Linked DNA regions of Mus musculus: region 1 is linked to region 2. A link is a contact called in public promoter capture Hi-C data. All regions are on one chromosome and are shown on one strand. The core of a region is the stretch at or near the end of the contact, and the rest is flanking DNA. Distances in the headings are between cores, read along the strand shown. Region 1 holds the start of BC003965 (cDNA sequence BC003965). Region 2 holds the start of Anks1 (ankyrin repeat and SAM domain containing 1).

What was found. Capture Hi-C pulls out chosen DNA fragments and counts their contacts.
Region 1: a promoter capture Hi-C map of adipose tissue shows a contact between it and region 2, with 2.9 times the contacts expected there. The contact joins the promoter of BC003965 here to the promoter of Anks1 in region 2. A contact is called at or near these places in 2 of 39 promoter capture datasets (liver and pre-B cells), 1 of 484 Hi-C or Micro-C datasets (CD8 T cells) and 1 of 9 other capture datasets (adipose tissue).

Annotation. Positions count from the first base shown.
Region 1 is chr17:25,183,112-25,185,811 of GRCm38.p6, reverse strand. It overlaps BC003965 (cDNA sequence BC003965), which reads right to left and starts at 1,251. Exons shown (of 2, transcript NM_183150.2): 1 at 1,172-1,251; 2 at 1-1,092. The coding sequence starts at 1,203. The coding sequence ends at 714.
Region 2 is chr17:27,907,727-27,910,606 of GRCm38.p6, reverse strand. It overlaps Anks1 (ankyrin repeat and SAM domain containing 1), which reads right to left and starts at 1,301. Exons shown (of 25, transcript NM_181413.4): 1 at 961-1,301. The coding sequence starts at 1,145. Taf11 (TATA-box binding protein associated factor 11) reads left to right here and starts at 2,863. Exons shown (of 5, transcript NM_001379368.1): 1 at 2,863-2,880.

The DNA.
Region 1 (2,700 bases), core at 2-2,501, 2.7 Mb after region 2:
TCCTCCTGCCTCAGTTTCATAAGTGTTGAGATGACAAGCATACCCTACCACTTCTGTCAAGTTTTTAAGTTCTCATGTGGGAATGAAGAGCAGAAGAGAAAAAAAAAAAAAAAAAGATGGCAGCAGAAGCAGGAAGCAGGCTGATATCTAAGTCTACAGCAAGGCTGGTTTACATAGCCAGTTCTAGGCCTGCCAGAGCTAAATAGGGGGACTGTGTTTCAAAACAAAAAAACCAAAGCCTACTTGATGATGAAAGGGGAGGTGAGAAAATTGAGTTCATTAGACTTTACCAAATGTATTTTCCATTTGTTAGTTTTTAAAATAGCTTCAACTGATGTTGCACACATATAGGTAATTACACTTCAGCAGTTAGTCTGTCTCGGAAAGCGAATGAACTGCAGGTAACACCTCCACCAGATGAACGCTGGAAACATGATTAGGCTGTATGAACACATCATAACTCAAGAGCATAAGGTGCACCCAAAACCTTTTCTAGGAACCTCAAAAGTTCTATGGACGTAATCACTGGGCATTGGTGTTCGGCAAAGATCAGATTTCAAGCCTCCAACTTTGTGCTGTGTTCTTGTGTCTCAGCGCCAAGAGCGCCATCCAAGTCCTTTAAGCAACGAGGACATGCGCAGAACCAGTTCAGAAATCGTCAAATTCAACAACGAAAGGACGGCTGCCTAGTCCCTTCCTCAGCACGCACCCTGTTACGTTCTAGCCCCGTAGAGGGCCGGAGCTTCAAGCTCCTCCGGAGGACCTTCCGGCTCCTCCTCGTCCTCCTCTTCCAACACCTGCCTCAACCACAGGTCCATGCCGCTCTCCTCCCTCTGGTAGCACCATACAACCAGAGCCACGAGTGTGAGGGTGAGCGGCAGCACTTTCCACCAGGGCCGCTGCTGCGGCTTCCCCAGGGAATGCTCCACGGTCCAGCGGATCGGGGTGGCTTTGCTGCCGGAAAATTGGATCGGGAGGTTGGGGTCGTCGTCCTCCTCTTCCCTGTCTGCAGGCTGAGCTGGAGACCGGCCACGGGGCGGCGGATGCAAACTTCGCGAAGCCCAGCCCACGAGCCGCAGAGCCCGGACCGCTCTGGAAGAGAGACAGCAGTAAGCGTCCCGGAGCCACGGCCACCTCCCACCCTCACGCACCGGCACCTCACGGCTCTCACCCCGCAGCCCGTGAGCACAGGACACTGTTCATAGCGACCTCGACTCGCACGCTGAGGCGCACCGCGCTTTCGTCACTTCCGTCGCACAAAACCGGAAGCCGAACTTCACATCCAATTTCACGACTACAAAACGTGGGTCCAGCGGCGCAACGGAAATGATGCATTTCCTCTCGCTAGCTCTTCCGTCTCCGGCCTCGCCCTGATCACTATCTGGACGACTTACGGGTTTGTGTCGTTCTGGGTCCTTCCATTGAGACCTGATCCGGCGCGGCGGATTGAAAGTGAAGCAGACTCGGTTCTCCGAAGAGCTTGGCCCGAGGCTGTTTAGTGTGATGCCCAAGGACTTGAGAACCCGTGGCATCTGCTGGCTTCTTTCCAGGACCATCGTCCGGGAGGGACTTGGTCCCTGTTCTCCATGAGCGCATCTTCCAGTCTTAGCGCTCCATCCGAGCTCTCAGGCACGGAGGCGGGAAACCCTCGCGCCTTAAACGCCTCCCGGCCTGGCCGTCCCTTTGAAAAGGCTTGTAGAAACATCACCTCCACCTAGACTATCCCAGGTCCCCAGAATCCATTTGCCTTCAGGAAGAATGGAAATGGCTCTGTGTAGACCATAGGCTGACCAGATCTCGGACAGCCTACAGGGAGGCGATTCTGAAATTACACTCCCATAGCTAACGTGCACCTGGCCTTTTGATCTGGAAGCTGATTGAAGCTCTGCATCGTCAGAATCAGCCAGGCAACCTTGTAATCCCAATACTGTGGAGGCAGATAGAAGAGAATCACTGGTCCCAAGTACTACACAGCTTAACATCAACCCAATTTAAAATACAAAAAAAAAAAAAAAAAAAAGAGGATCAGCCCTAAAGGTGTCTGTCTTCTTAGTACCTGTGCTGTGTAGAAGCTAGAGTGAGTTATATTACACCTGGTCTTACCGCAGGGCTCAATAATGATTATCACTCCGATTTTATTCTTGATCTGTAAACCAGTGACATGAATAAAAACAAAAAAACACCTCTTCCTCTATCTCATGGGGCTGTGAGTTCCTTTCTGGGCAAGCAGAGTCCCCATGATTTATTTTGCTCAGGAGGGTGTCTGAGGGCACCACAGCATGCATGACAAGGGAGAAGTTAGGCAGGAAAAGGACCCTTCAGCCTTTGGCTGTTAGTGATGTAGATATTCCTGCTAGAGTGAGGGCCAGTCTTACACAGCACTCCAAGAAGGTAGAGGGTGCCCTCACTAGGCAGCATAGAGGGGAGACACACAACTCACAGTGCAGCAACCTGGCTCCTGAAGACATGAAGTTCAGCTACAAAAACCCAGCCCAACTGTCCTGTCTTCACTTGAAACTCCTCTGCTGGGGGACTGGACTTGAACTTCTCCCCATGCAGGGAAATAGGGGTCTGATATCAATTGGATCCAGAAGCTTGGGGGGGAAATTTACACCTGTTGCAACTGCAGGATTTGGGAGCAGCCTGCAAACTCACTTGCCTTGTTCCCTGCAGGTGGTTTTGCCCGCTCTTTGCTCAAGG
Region 2 (2,880 bases), core at 52-2,551:
CAGCCAACAGAATTGGGGTTTTCTTCCCCCAAAGGATCGTGCTTTTTAAAATCTTCCTGAAAAAAAAAAAATATGGGTTGAGACTCAGTACTGAATAACTGTTTATTAAAGCGGTGGGCTTCCTGGGTCCAAGCTCTCCAAACTCACTCAAACTGAAAGTGCATGAACCTATAAGGAACAGAAGCTAAGAAAACCACTTCTAAATGAACTTCCACTTCTCAAAAGCCTCAAAACAAGGAAGGAAAAGAAAACAGCTAAGAAAGCATTGCTGAACCAACACATTTTATGCACTCTGACAGAGCATTCTAATCCTCCCTCCCTCTTGTAAGCTACAAAGAGTGACCCCTCCCTCCCGAAGCCTTGCAGCCCGGGATTCAAGTGTCTAAAAGATCTCAGAAAGTTGAACGCACCTCAGCTCCCTGAGCAAGCCTTGGTTTCTTTCCGATTAAGTCTCAGGGGGGAAATGAGCAGATGCCACTTGGACGAACCCAGCCAAAGTGACAACGACAAACTGAGCTTCAGGCGCAAGAGGGGCTCAAAGTCTGAACACCTCGTGCGTGATCAATGCAGAAGCAATTTTAAAAACAAACAAAAGCCGGGTTCCGCACAGCCCGGTGGAACGTTCTAAGCTCGTTGGGGAAGGAAGCCGAGAATGTGCTCTAGGGGAGTCGCGAGGCTCTGCACGGCGTGGGAGTCCCTGCAGGATGTGAGAGGGATTCCGCGAATTCGGTCTGCTCTGAAGCGGCTTTTGTGAGAAGCGACAGCTGGCACCTCACGGCGGGCGAGGGTGACGCCGAGCTGTGCCATGCGGCGCGGGCTGCCACCTGGGCACTCCCCCCATTCTCCGCAGCGGCGACGCCAGACACGAGAGCCCGGCCTGCGCCGCGCGCGCCCCAGGAACCGTGACCTCTCGGGGGAGCCCTCGCAGTCCAGGCTGCGAGCCCCGGCGCGCGCACTCACCTCAGCAGACTGGAGAGCGGGTGGCTAGAAGAACCGAGGCCGCCGCCCCCGGAGCCGCCGCCGCTGCCTGAGCCGCCGCCGCCGCCGCCGAAGCCGGAGGAGAGCCGCTTCCCGGACAGCAGCTTCTCCACGGCCGGGAGGTGCCCGGTGCGGGCCGCCTCCAGCAGCTCCTGCTCCTTCCCCATCCCCAGGACCGCCACCCCTCGGACCTCAACCCGGAGCCTTGCAGAGCCTGCTCCGGCTCCGAAACTTTCCGTCTCCGGGCAACGCACCCCTCAAACCGGCCGGGGACGCCACCCCCTCTCCCCCCGCCTCCTCGGCCTCCCCCACTCCCTGGCGGCGCGTCACTTCCGGGATCCGGCGTCACGCGTCACCGCGCCCCCGCGCCCCGCCCCCTTGCCCACCTAGTGGGCGGGGCTCGGCGCCGCCGTGCAGGTGAGCCCGCTTGGCGGAGGGGAGCCTCGGTGTGCGGAGCCGAGCCTGGCGCAGGCGCGGTCTACGCCTAGCGGACCCGCCCATTCGCCAGGTGGCGGAGATCGGAGGCGGCACGCCTGCAGGAGCTTCCCGAACTGCTCGCCTTCCCAAAGGTTTGGGACCTCATGGCACTGGAAATGCGGTCATTGTTCCTGGCACCGTAGAAACAAAAGAAAAGGGGGTAACGCGTACCTCTGTTTTCAACTCCATTCAAAACGCATAGATTCAATACGGGATAGGCGCGGAGATCTAGAACCAGACTTGAAAAATCCCTCCCTCTGGTGCCTCCTGGAGGGAAGACCTGAGAGTTTTACTTCTGCAGTTAGACTGGCATTGTGGCAACTGCCATTTGTCCCAGCAGTCGAGAAGCAGAAGCCGCTGGCTGCATCGCTGTGAGTTTAAGGTCAGCCTGATCTACAAAGCAAGTTACGGGCTAGCCAAGGCTACATAGTGAGACCCTCTCTCCAGAAAAAAAAAGGTGGGGGGGGGGGAGGGAGTACGGGGGTGGCTGGAGAGGTGGTTCCCTGTTAAGAGCACTGGTTGCTCTGCCAGAGAATCTAGGTTTGATTCCCATCACTTGTGGCGCCTCACAGCAGTCTGTAACTCCAGCTCCAGCGGATGTAACACCTTTTGCTGGCCTCCCAGGGTACCACGAACGCATGTGGAGCTCAGACTTACATGCAAAACACCCATACACATGAAAAAAAAATGTAAGAACTCTTAACAGACACTATCCTCGCACTCCATCCTACTAACTCTTCAGAAAAAGTCAGAAGAGACCTTCTTTCTCTTAGTTGTCATGAGAGACATTTTAAAAGTCAGATTTGGGGAACCATTTCCAATTTTTAATATTGGTGGACTAAGGAGGGAAATGTAATTGGGAAAGGATGACTTTTTTTTTTTTTTCTGTTTTTCCCTCACAACACTAGCCTGTTCTGACGCGAGGCAGGTGGCCAATATTTGAAGTGTTAAATGAAACCATTGGATACTTTCTGTTGGCGTTAGAGATGCTTGCGAAACAGAAGGGAAACTTCCCTGGTGGACACAAGCCGGTGGTCTTAGTTCTTTGGGAAATCCGAGGTTAGGTCGCTGCCGGAAGCTGCTCAGTCCACGGCAACAACAAGCAGCGGGACCGAGTTCTCTCCCTGTTCCCCGACTTTGGGCTGAAGGAGTAAAGTTAAAGAAGGGTTAATTGGCATTACATTCCCAGGAAGGAGAAGAAAAAGAAGGAAAAAGAAGTCTCTCGGGAAACGAATTACGCTCTTTCAAAAACGCTTCTGCCCTGAAGCGGAGGATCTAGACTTCTACATTTCTTTCACATTAAAACAAATTCCGTTTATATGAATCCCCTGGGCAACCAACGCGCTTCTGGAAGTGACCCCTCCCAGGATCCGTGGGCGTGACGTCATCGCGGCGCGACGACGAGCCCTCAGCTCCAGCTCCGCT